4 separate regions of the Mus musculus genome follow, and regions 1, 3 and 4 are each linked to region 2. The links are chromatin contacts, called in public Hi-C and HiChIP or PLAC-seq maps. All regions are on one chromosome and are shown on one strand. Each heading gives the region's core, a stretch centred on a gene start, on an enhancer-like site or on the middle of the called end of the contact. The rest is flanking DNA. Distances are from core to core; before and after follow the strand shown. Region 1 overlaps Zdhhc14 (zinc finger, DHHC domain containing 14). Region 2 holds the start of Tmem242 (transmembrane protein 242). Region 3 overlaps Zdhhc14 (zinc finger, DHHC domain containing 14). Region 4 overlaps Zdhhc14 (zinc finger, DHHC domain containing 14).

What was found. A called contact is a pair of places that touch in the nucleus more often than the background predicts. HiChIP or PLAC-seq counts read pairs in DNA pulled down with a chosen protein or histone mark.
Region 1: a contact with region 2 is called in a Hi-C map of cerebral cortex, with 4 times the contacts expected there. The contact joins the enhancer-like site here to the promoter of Tmem242 in region 2. A contact is called at or near these places in 12 of 39 promoter capture datasets (the 3T3-L1 cell line, the C10 cell line, the HPC-7 cell line and 6 more), 5 of 484 Hi-C or Micro-C datasets (bone marrow-derived macrophages, cerebral cortex, forebrain and 2 more), 13 of 115 datasets of contacts at active chromatin or transcription factors (the 230-238 cell line, bone marrow-derived macrophages, embryonic forebrain and 6 more) and 3 of 9 other capture datasets (adipose tissue, macrophages and pancreatic islet).
Region 3: a contact with region 2 is called in an H3K4me3 HiChIP or PLAC-seq map of bone marrow-derived macrophages, with 8 times the contacts expected there. The contact joins the enhancer-like site here to the promoter of Tmem242 in region 2. A contact is called at or near these places in 18 of 39 promoter capture datasets (the 3T3-L1 cell line, 3T3-L1-derived adipocytes, the C10 cell line and 10 more), 3 of 15 datasets of contacts at CTCF or cohesin (the NIH/3T3 cell line, large pre-B cells and pro-B cells), 8 of 484 Hi-C or Micro-C datasets (Th1 cells, adipose-derived mesenchymal stem cells, bone marrow-derived macrophages and 5 more), 18 of 115 datasets of contacts at active chromatin or transcription factors (the 230-238 cell line, acute myeloid leukemia, bone marrow-derived macrophages and 10 more) and 4 of 9 other capture datasets (embryonic stem cells, liver, macrophages and 1 more).
Region 4: an H3K4me3 HiChIP or PLAC-seq map of bone marrow-derived macrophages shows a contact between it and region 2, with 6 times the contacts expected there. The contact joins the enhancer-like site here to the promoter of Tmem242 in region 2. A contact is called at or near these places in 12 of 39 promoter capture datasets (the 3T3-L1 cell line, the C10 cell line, the HPC-7 cell line and 8 more), 1 of 15 datasets of contacts at CTCF or cohesin (the NIH/3T3 cell line), 6 of 484 Hi-C or Micro-C datasets (the HPC-7 cell line, bone marrow-derived macrophages, cranial neural crest and 3 more), 11 of 115 datasets of contacts at active chromatin or transcription factors (bone marrow-derived macrophages, embryonic stem cells, fetal liver and 4 more) and 3 of 9 other capture datasets (adipose tissue, macrophages and pancreatic islet).

What each region holds. Positions count from the first base shown.
Region 1 is chr17:5,642,292-5,644,991 of GRCm38.p6, reverse strand. The region is part of intron 1 of Zdhhc14 (zinc finger, DHHC domain containing 14); the gene reads right to left. Among named protein-coding and RNA genes, the nearest start is that of Gm52305, 120 kb to the right of the region's middle. Within about 2 kb of position 1,416, at least 42 of the 459 cell types and tissues checked have an H3K27ac peak or open chromatin away from gene starts, as enhancers often do. A contact at or near this core is called in cerebral cortex, forebrain, hippocampal neurons and 1 more, where this site is marked.
Region 2 is chr17:5,439,004-5,441,703 of GRCm38.p6, reverse strand. Tmem242 (transmembrane protein 242) reads left to right here and starts at 1,444. Exons shown (of 4, transcript NM_027457.4): 1 at 1,444-1,571; 2 at 2,072-2,172. The coding sequence starts at 1,487.
Region 3 is chr17:5,667,255-5,669,954 of GRCm38.p6, reverse strand. All of the region lies in intron 2 of Zdhhc14 (zinc finger, DHHC domain containing 14), which reads right to left. Among named protein-coding and RNA genes, the nearest start is that of Gm41519, 100 kb to the left of the region's middle. Within about 2 kb of position 1,279, at least 15 of the 459 cell types and tissues checked have an H3K27ac peak or open chromatin away from gene starts, as enhancers often do. A contact at or near this core is called in bone marrow-derived macrophages, where this site is marked.
Region 4 is chr17:5,573,468-5,576,167 of GRCm38.p6, reverse strand. The region is part of intron 1 of Zdhhc14 (zinc finger, DHHC domain containing 14); the gene reads right to left. Among named protein-coding and RNA genes, the nearest start is that of Gm52305, 47 kb to the right of the region's middle. Within about 2 kb of position 1,322, at least 62 of the 459 cell types and tissues checked have an H3K27ac peak or open chromatin away from gene starts, as enhancers often do. A contact at or near this core is called in adipose tissue, bone marrow-derived macrophages, macrophages and 4 more, where this site is marked.

The DNA of each region.
Region 1 (2,700 bases), core at 167-2,666, 200 kb before region 2:
GTGTGAGAGGTTCTGGCGGATAATACTTTTTGGGGGGTGTTTTAGTTTTGTTTGTGTTGCTGTGATAAAAATACGCCGACACAAACAACCGAAACAAGAAAGGGTTTATTTGGCTCACAATTGCAGGTTATAGCCAATTGTGATGGGGACAAGAAGGTAGCAGGAATTTGAAACAATTAGTCATATTACGTTCATAGTCAAGAGCAGACAGACACGAATTCATGCATGCTGCTGAGGGGAAGCACACCCACATATAGGGTAGGTCTTCTTGCTTCAATTAATTCAATTAAGAAATCCCTTCCAGGCAACAGGAAGGCCCATGGGCCAATTTAATGTAGACAATGTCTCATCGAGACTCTCTTCCCAATAGAGCCAACATTGTGTCAAAACCAGCCACCACAGGGGGCATGTTTAGCATGTCCATGAGGCACCTAAATTCAATTACTTCAAGTCTAGACCTCGGACTGTGACAGCAGCTGGGGAGTGATAGAGAAGGGACTCAGACTTGATAGCCTTCTTATCATCCAGATGCTGGCTTCATTTCTTTTATTGTCATTTACAAAGCAACCTTGTGTTGTGGTAAGCCATGAAAATGTGCCAGTGTGTGGCCACCAGAAATAAACTATCCATGGTGAGTCCAACCAGAGCAGACCTGTGTTAGAACTTGCCAACGCTGACTGCATGTGTCCATTCCATGAGAGGTTCTTGTTCTTAGGAAACGTGCACTGCATATTCAGGAATAAGGTCTCATGAGATACGCAGTCTTCTTTCAAATAGTTTAGGGAAAGTATGGCATAGGGAGATAAGATGGAATGAATACTTATAGGTGAATTTGGGTGAAAATGGATATATATTATTATTGCAATTTTTATGCTGAGGCCTATAAGCCCCTTTATGTGGGAGATGAGAAGCTGTCCTTCTGCGTGGCTTCCTCGGAGAAGACAAGGAGAGAATATTCCATAGCTCATTGAACTACTGTGTGTCAGGTACACACCGTGTAATCCTTTGCCAGGCACTTTGGGATCAGGTCTTTAAGTCAGCTCAGCTTAATGAGATAGTGGGCACCTGGTGACAGCTGTCCTCTTTCCCAAGGACAGTGCTAAGTTCTCTTGGGAAGTCCCCGTAACCTCTTTATCAAAGCTATAGGATCCCTGCTTCTAAATGATGGCATCTGTGCAAGAGAGACAGCTTTCAACTGAAGTTCAGAAGAAGCTGAGAGCATCTATAGTCCTGGTGATGAAAAGCAGTAAGCAGACTCTGCCTTTGATTGTGACTGTGAACATGGAACTCCAGGAGCAATGAGGCTGGATGGGCCGCTTGCCAACCCATGGCAACTGGCAGCACTGGTTCAACAGCCAAACCACTACGAGCAGCTTAGAAATTCTCAGTCCAAGCTCAGACCTCTCGGAGACAAACAGCCTCTTCACATTCTGAGCAGCAGTGCCCTGAGCTCCACTGAACACCATCTGCGGTGTGTGTAGCCTCCACCTCTGCCTCCGCCTCCGCCTCCGAGGGCCTGGATTTCATACAAGATGATGATACAGCTGCCAGAGACATAAACACCATTTGGAGTCCTATTTCTGTCTCCGGAATTGTGACCTACATACAGCCCAGGGCAGCACAGAGAACAGGAGACAGGCATCTTCGTCTTCATAAAGCTCAATTGGAAAGTGACAGGAGAAGACGGGCTGGGGAGTCGGGGAATGAGACTCTGAAAGCATCCGGGGTTTTTTGGAACATAAAAGATATTAGCTAATTTGGCACCAGACAAAACAAATGCTAAAATGATGAGATGTCTTTACTCCAGTCATGAACAGCATCGAGAGCTGTCTGACTCCTGCTATGATGAGACAGGTGCACAAATAGCTGTGTACAAAGTGTCACCCTGTACACTGTAGAGAAGGAAAGGCCGCCAGGAACAGGTAGAAGGGTGTGGCGTTGCCATGGTATTATGCTGCTCTTTTTTCTGTTCTAGCAGTGATTTTGAATTTTTGGTTGTGAGCCTAGCCTTTAATGGCTGAGCCATCTCTCCAACCCTCTAATAGCAATTTTAATAACTATTCAGGGGAAAATATTTGTGTATGTTTTGATGTTTACACATGAAGAGTGGAACCATCTTCTGGGTGTGATACTATCTGAGACCATGAAATCAGAGGATTTTTGCCATTAAAAGTACATAGCAAGGGGCTATGGAAATAGTTCATGTTGGATTCCCTCAAAACCAGATATAGCTGAGTCACTATAGCACACAACTATAATTCAAGTGGTCCTAAGGTAATAGGGATGTAGAGACAGAAGGAACCCCCATCCTTGAGGCTCACAGGCCAGCTATACTGGCATGTAAGAGACCCTGTCTCAAGCAAGATAGAAGGCAAGGATCAATGCTAGAGATTGCTCGCTGACATCCGCGTGCTTCACATGACAGCATGCATGCCTGCATTCATATACACATCTTATACACACGTCGAAATGATTCTATATAGATTGCCTATATTCATGCACATAAATACACACACACACACACACACACACACACACACACACACACACATCATTCCCATAGAGATAAAATGACTCTCTTTATAACCAGATATAAATTTATTTTTGCCATTGGCTACTGAGATCCTAACTTCACTGACTCTTAATTTCTGTTTAGAGATTGGCTCAATGGAGCAGAATCTGACATAAAGATAATTCCTT
Region 2 (2,700 bases), core at 195-2,694:
GAGACTGGGCAGCTTTAACCGTTCGTATGTAATGCTTTAAAAACTACTAGAATCAATGATAACAGCAATTAAAACGCATATTATGTGTGCCAGACACTATGCTAACTCCATCACACTCATAACTTTTAAAAGATTGAAACTGGGTCTTGTTACCTAGGTTAGATTTGAATTTATCCTCTTGTATCAGCTTTTCAAGTGGTCAAGAGGGATGTACAACACACACACACACACACACACACACACACACACACACGCACCTCTTCATTCAAAAATCCTGTGAGGTACTGTTTCCATAGTTAATAATTGAGGGGAACGAGGTAACGAGAGGCTATATGGCAAACACCAAGTTCACACAAATAAGAAGTGCTTTACGACCTGAACGCAGGTCTGAGCTAATAAATGCATTTAACTGCTGCAAAAACTAATGCTTTCATTTACCCGTCCCTCGGACAGGCATTTATTATACATGACCAGGTAATACACTGAGAGCTGGGGAATATCAAATGAGTATAGATAACAATCTCCACCCTCAAGATGCCCATGCCCTTAAAGTGCTCAGAAAAAGGCTAGAGGCTAAAGAACTGGCTTCATTTTAAAAGATGATGCCATATGTCTTAGGTCTCCCTTTGAGAGGCTGAAAACGTTGGCTACTTCCCACTACTCTTCCCTCAATAGCCATTTACTCTGTCCGTAGACCCTGGCACATCGTCCTCCCAGGCCTGCTTGCAGGCTGCTAAGGATCCCAGCAAGTCCGGGGCAGCCTTGGAGCCCGTGTTAATAAGCTTTGAGAGAGGGCCTCTGTACTCTGCTCTCTAGATTGGCTCAGTTCATTCAATCATTTAGCCAGCCCAGCGCGTCCACTGGGGGCGGGCAAATCAGATCTTGGGAAGGGCGTGTGCTTCGAAGCTGGTGAGATGTTTCTCTTCCAGAATTGGGCATGTCACTTAACCCTGAAATAACTATTTCGAAATTTCTCAGAAAGAAGCGGGGAAAATATTGAGGCTTGCTTTTTAGAATCGTGGTCTGTTAGTGCGGACCAAATCCTTAGAAGCAGTGCAAGTGTATCTGGAGTGGTAAACAGCTCCAGGATCCAAGCCAGGCAGATGGGCTCCCGGCTCCATTTGCGACCTCTCACTGCCTCCTAGAGTCGGAACTGAGTATTCTTCCAAGTAGGGAAAACAAAACAAAACCAAAAAAAAAAAAACCCAAAACCTTACTAAAGTCCAACAGATCATCACCTTGCAAGAAGGCGAGTGATCCTCCCAGGAGGGCCGTCTTGTGGGGCGCCGCCCTCGGCTCTGGGCTGGGACAGAGAGCAGCCTTTCTGTCTTCTCTCACTGCAAGAGTGTTAAGCGGGGAAAGTGGGAAACCCGGACCTTTCTTCAGGTTGCACAGGGAAGGCAGCCGCGGAACCTTTCTTCTCTCTCCCTTGAGCTTCCACTCGGGCCTCTTTGGTAACGGAAACAGTAGAGTAGGAGACTTTAAAATGGAGACCTCGGGTCCTGGGCCCGGGGAGTCCTCTGAATTAGAAGCTCCAGGGTCTCCGGACGATCGGTTGTTTCTGGTTAAAGGTATGCTTGCTCTGAGCTGGGATGTGATGTTCCGGAACACATTCTTTTCTGAGAGCCCTTATTCTGAACTCAGCCAGTGGGGCCCATATGTCACTCACCAGGTGAAGTCTCCTTGGGCAGGGGCGGGTAAATCCTGCCATCTACTCTCCAGTCCATACTGTATTTACCCATCCTTATCTATAGTTTTTCTTGTGCCCTGCCCTTTTCTGATTGCCACGATCTCTTCTTCCCGTGGAAAAACTTCGCGCTGCTGTCCTTGAGGACAGAGAGAAGGGAAAAAAACCCATTCTCAGCCCTGAAGAACTGAGCTTCAGAGCGTACCCTTGAACCAGAAACCCGAGGTCGTGAGATCACGCAGGTTTCTCAGACCCACTTCACAAGAGCCGCCTAGCCATGATGTTTCGAGTTTTGAATGTAATCCTGAAAGTTTCTGATACTTCGTTGTGCAATTCTCTTTAATTTAAGTTTTATTTTTAATCCCTTCTCTCAATTCTTGGCAGGTGGAATTTTCCTTGGTTCTGCAGCCGCAGCGGGAATGCTAGCTGGATTTGTTACAACATTATCATTAGCTAAAAAGAAAAGCCCTGAGTGGTTCAATAAGGTTTGTGACTCTGAAATCCATTCATAGCATTGCTATTGTTTTTAACAAAGGACAGCTTTTTGCATAGGAAAAAATAGTGACCTTCATTCACATGGTTTTGAAAATACACCCACAAACCCTCATGGGTTTAAGAAGTATACTAGTTGTCAGTCTTGATTTTTTTTTCCGTGTGCTTCCTTAAAAATTAACAGAATGAGGCTTTGAAGAATAACTGAGCAAAACTTTGGAAACATTGTTTTCCCTACAGCATGAATAAGTAATTTAGTATTGATAATAAGAGACCTTGCTTTGAAAGAAAAGCAATATCACTTAAACTATTGGTGCTGGTTGCAAGAAGTATATTTATTTCATAGATGTTAAAATTTTAACATTTTTTTAGAATGAGTGAAAACTTTGTTTTTGTGTTTTAATGCAAGGGCCGCAGTCGCTATAAAGTGCCTGGCACACAGTAGGTGCTCATAAAGTGTTGGGTGACTAACTATATCCACTAGAGACAGAAGATCATTATTCTGTTAGCAGGATTGTACA
Region 3 (2,700 bases), core at 30-2,529, 230 kb before region 2:
AAACAGACACAGTGGCCATCACAGTGGCTCACAATGTCCATATGTCCTGCTTGCAATAGCCCTTGGCTGTTTTCACAGTTTTTTCTCATCAGTGCCTCCTTAACCCTAACCCTAACTCCTAGAATGCCTGTGAGAGTCAAGTAGGAGACTCACGGTATCTCAGTGTCCTGGAGGGAAGGCATCCTTTTGAGCAAAACTGGAACTTGCCCCATCTAGGAACACGGTGAGCAATGAGTTTTAAACAGCTATCTACTCAACTTTCTGCAATTGCACTGATTGGTTTGTCTACTGATCAGAAACAGAAAGAATACAGGAGCAATTGAAATCACTCACCAGTCAGTTAATCAGTTAAAAAAGAAAAAAGAAAAGAGAAAGACACCTCCTGTAGTTTTGATCATTTCCCTAGGCTTCTGGATGTTATCATCTTAAGATCACAATGCAGACACGATTTTGTATTTTGTATTTGCATGTGCTATCAAAATTATACCCAGACAACATTTATAAGCTGTTGATCTTTTCTGTTTTCAACACTGGAGACTGAGCCCAGAGCATGCCGGGCAAGCGTTCCACTACTGAGCCATTTTGTTAGCATAGCCAAACTGTGTAGTTAGTGTAGTGAGATATTTAGTAACGGTTGTCACAGAGTTCTGCAACATTGTAATGACCCATTTTCCCACTGCCACGCATTTAAGCGGCTTCTAATTCTTATTTATTGGGTGGGGGTGGGGGGTGTTTCAGTTTGGCTTCTTTGAAGCCCTGGAAACATCTGCTTCCAGTTTCTTTCTTTCCCAGATGACTTTCCCCTCTTTCTGTCATTTCCATTTCTCACGTTCAATCCGACGCCCACTGACATGGAAAGACAGCTCCTGACTCTTCCACTGTGAGTTCCAGGTCCCCCAGGACTTTTCTTTTTGACTCTTTCCTGGACAGCAAATTTATAACGGTTATAATCCCAGATAATATTGTGGTGCCAGGGCTTTTAAAAAGGGGGAAATGGAACAATGAGGAAGTACCCATGAAACATGCCCAGCGATTCTTCTGAGAAGGTGCCCAAGGTGCCATATTGGCTTAGCTTTCCCCTGTGGGCATGGGGCAGGCTCTCTGCACTAATGCAGACATTAAATGGTGGGTAGCACAGCTCTGAGTTCAGTGGCTAATCACACTGAGGTTTGCAGTGTACTTTCTGAGAACAGAGCTATCTCAGAGAAGACAGCATCAGAGGGCCGGGTGGTTTGCCTGTTGCTCTGCCCAGACATTCTCAGAAGTGAGACATCCAGGAAGTGAGGGCTAGGGCTGACACCCACTGTCATGAGACCATGTTGCCATTGGTGGCCAATGGCATCCTCATGAATCACCTCCTCTCTCTTCTTCTGCAGTTACTATTGGACTGACTGTAAGTCCTGGCACAAACGTGGACTCATAAAATATTGATGAAAGGAAACCTGACAGCCATTAATCACCAGAGAGCACTTTTAACGTTTGTACTGGCTGGTTTTGTGTGTCAACTTGACACAGGCTGGAGTTTCACAGAGAAAGGAGCTTCAGTTGGGGAAGTGCCTCCATGAGATCCAGCTGTAAGGCACTTTCTCAGTTGGTGATCAAGTGGGAAAGCCCAGTGAGGGTGGTGCCATCCCTGGGCTGGTAGTCTTGGGTTCTATAAGAGAGCAGGCTGAGCAAGCCAGGGGAAGCAAGCCAGTAAGGAGCATCCCTCCATGGTCTCTGCATCAGCTCCTGCTTCCTGACCTGCTTGAGTTCCAGTCCTGACTTCCTTTGGTGATGAACAGCACTGTGGAAGTGTAAGCTGAATAAACCCTTTCCTCCCCAACTTGATTCTTGGTCATGATGTTTTGTCCAGGAATAGAAACCCTGACTAAGAATGTTGTTTATTAAGGAAAGGTTGTCTCCAGAAGCCCGGAGAAGCCTCTGTCGTCACTCTGAGGCTCTGTTTGAGCTGGAATGGTTCTATAGTAGGATTTGATTTAGACAGGTCTCCTGCCATCTGTACCGGGAGGTAGTGGGAAGTTCAGGTACCAGAGACCAGTTAACACAGCCAGGCCTGCAGGCCATGGTTCCAGGTGTTTTCTGCCCTCTGTCCCTCCATTTAGGCTAGGTCAGGTTTCTGCACTGAACAATCTCTCTGTGTCTCTCTGTATCTGTCTCTCTGACTCTCACTTTCTCTCCCTCCAACCCCCTTTTGTGTGTACATGTACATACTGTGGAGGGGCCGGAAGTCAACCTTGAGTATCTTTTCTTCAGGAGCCGCCTTGTTTTGAGAGACAGGCTCTCTCACTGGGGCTTGTGGCTGGCCAGCCAGCAACCCCAGCGATCTGCCAGCTTCCATCTCCTCTGTGGGACAATCACAGGCACGTGGGCCCATGCCCAACTCTTTGTGGATTTAACTCAGTTTCTCATGTTTTCAATCCAAGCACTTTACTGATCCGAGCTCCTGAATTTTCTCATATTTCTTTTGACCCTCAAAATCAACCCAGTGATTTTTTTTGCAAAATATCATCTCAATTTTTCTTTTTCTTTTAGTCATGATACCCTACAGCCAGCCTGTGTACTTGCTGCTGAGCACAAAGATGGACTTGAAGGGTCTGAGCCCAGAATCTCAAACGTAAGAAAAAAAAAAAAAACCCAAATGTCAGTTCTGAGTTGTTTTTGTTTTTGTTGTTGTTCTTCCTTCCCTTTCCCTTTCCC
Region 4 (2,700 bases), core at 73-2,572, 130 kb before region 2:
TCCTGAAGTTCCCAGACTGAAACAGGGGAAGCAAGCTTGCGTCAAGCCATACACAGGGTTCAAAGGTCTTTGGCCACTTAACCATCAATTTATCCCATTTGCAGGCAGGCAACTGGTTCATTCCCTCACTGGCTTTAGCTTCGTTTGAAATTTTTCTATTTCAGATTTTATAACTTACTCCACAACCCTCCCCACTTAGAAGCACATGGGACCTCTTCCATCTACCGCTCAACCAGCACACACTTCCTGAATGCCTTACCATGTGCCCACCACAGTCCTAGGCCTGGAATTCAGCAGTGACTCGCTTCAAGGAATGGGCTCACATTCTTTCAATGGGCTGGTGTCCTCATGGAGCAGATGCTATGGCCAGTGTGCACTGAGCTGTCCCAAGAGTGTGCTATTTGAGGCCTGGGTTGCCATGGGAACCAACACTACCGCTGGCATGTGCTTTCACACAGGTAGATGGCAACGCACTCAGGTGGCTGAGGACAGAACAGATTCCCAGGCTGCCTGCCAAGCCACTGGAAGCTTCCCTTCCCACTTCTCTCAAAACGCCCAAGTTAGGCTTCTGGAGAGAGATGGAGGCACAGAGGCCAAAGTGCCCACAGGGAGAGAATATCTTTGTGCATTCCATCTTAATGAGAGCTGCATGGGCATGCATGGGAGAATTCGGACTCCTCTTCTCCCTCACTAACAAGAACTATCCAGGGGCTGTGGCTGATGCTAGCTCCTCCAAGAGTGAAGGGCTCTACTGAGTCTGTCTCATTTTCTTCAATCCCTCCCCTCATAGTTTCTGGGGGAAAATGCCTTGCTAAAGGGGGGCATGTTGTTTTTGTGAGCTTGGGTATTTTTATGGCATTCACTGTGACTTTCTGATCCCCCAAAAGTTTTACTCTTAGGATATGATTTTCAGAACCACTGTTATGAAAAACAGTGAGTATGGGCCTCAGAACTGATTACCGTAGCTTTAAAATGTGTGAGTGTGTGTGTGTGTGTGGGTTATGCGTGTGTATATGTTTTATGTGGTGGGTATGTCTGTAGTATGTGGTATGTGTGGTGTGTGTATGTATGGTGTGTGTCCAACCAGAAAAAGAAAAATTTTTTTGTTTTTTTTTTCAGAATGCTGGAAGATAGATTAATGGCTGCAAACTCTTGACTCCTGCCACCGTGAGATAAAGATCTAATTGGAGTCTGGGCTGGCCTTGGTGACTTGCATGACTTGGAGAATGTAGTAAAAGCAGTTCTGCCACCTCCAAAGCTAGCTCAGGCTTTACCCTGCCTTGGGCCTCTTGTTCTCAAGTTTGGAAGGGAACCGAAACTGCTTAGGAGAGGGTGACAGCATGAGAGGCGCCTCCAGAGGCTTAGTCAGACAATCTGAGGAGTGAGACTGAGTGAGGGGTCCATAGGCCAAAGAGTCCTGGAGTGACAGCATCCAAGAGAAACCATACGGAATAGTCTTAAAGACAGCTGCACTGAACCAAGTGAGCCATGCACCGGGAGGGCAAAAGCTGGAGCCATTTAGAAGGGTTTAATAGTAAGAACAGAGGGTCAACAAGATGGCTCAACAGATAATGGAGCTTGCCACCAAGGTTGATTGCCTGAGTTCAATCCCTGTGACTCACAGGGTAGAAGGTAAGAGCCAATTCATAAAATGATCTCCACATATGTGCTGTGATACACTCATGCTCATACATACATACATATACACACATTTTTAAAACAATAATATATAGTTATACATAAACCCACTAAACCTTATGTCAATTTGTTAAATGATAGTGATAATTTAAATAGGTAGAAAATGAGCTGTGATCATTTCTCGTAAATCTTTATTGCAGTGAAGTGAAAACCGTCTATTTGGACAAATGCTAGCTTTACTTATAATCTACTAAAATCGACCCTGCGTATAAATCAAAGAGTAGATGTGATCATTAAATCAATCAATAATATTTATTGAACACCACTGTGGATAGAACTAAGAAATAAAATACCTAATCAAAATAATTCAGCCAGTCTTGGTCTGAATAAACTATGAAATGAGTTTCAACCACAGTGGAATGAGGTAGAGAAGAGTTTTGAAAACAAAACAAAACAAAACAAAACAAAAAACCCACAGTACAACAGAGCTAAGACATCCATGTGTGGGGGCTAATATTGATGGCCATATTGACAGGAGCTAGAGAGTCATAGTTAAATGGTATTTGTCAGATTCACCCTAGCAACTCAGCAACCAGCACCCTACAGAGGGCCCCTTAAAACCCAGCCCACGGTGGTGACTGTGGGAAGAGGCCATCACCGATCCCTCCATGCTGGGACACCAGGCAAGGCACCTCATACTCAGCCTCTCGTTTTCTCCCCTCCTGTGTGAGGAATGAAATGGGAACAAAGTTGAAAGGAAAGGTTCCAAAGAGCCGTTTTTGTAAAGTAAAAAGAGAAAGAGAGCAAAGATGGGCTGAATCCCCTAGAAAGGCTCTCAGGAGGTCTTCAGAGACCAAAAGATGTACTTTCTTCTTTAACAACAACATTCCCATATCTGCACCTTGTAAGTAGCATATGAAAGCCCAGGCATTGTGCTGTGATTTCCTCCTGAGGTGGACAAAGTCAGGTCTACGACAGCAGGGAGATAAAGGGATTTTCCTGCTATATCAGAATGTCACCCAGACTTAGGTCTTGAAGGGAATTCTACTGCTTAAAATCTTA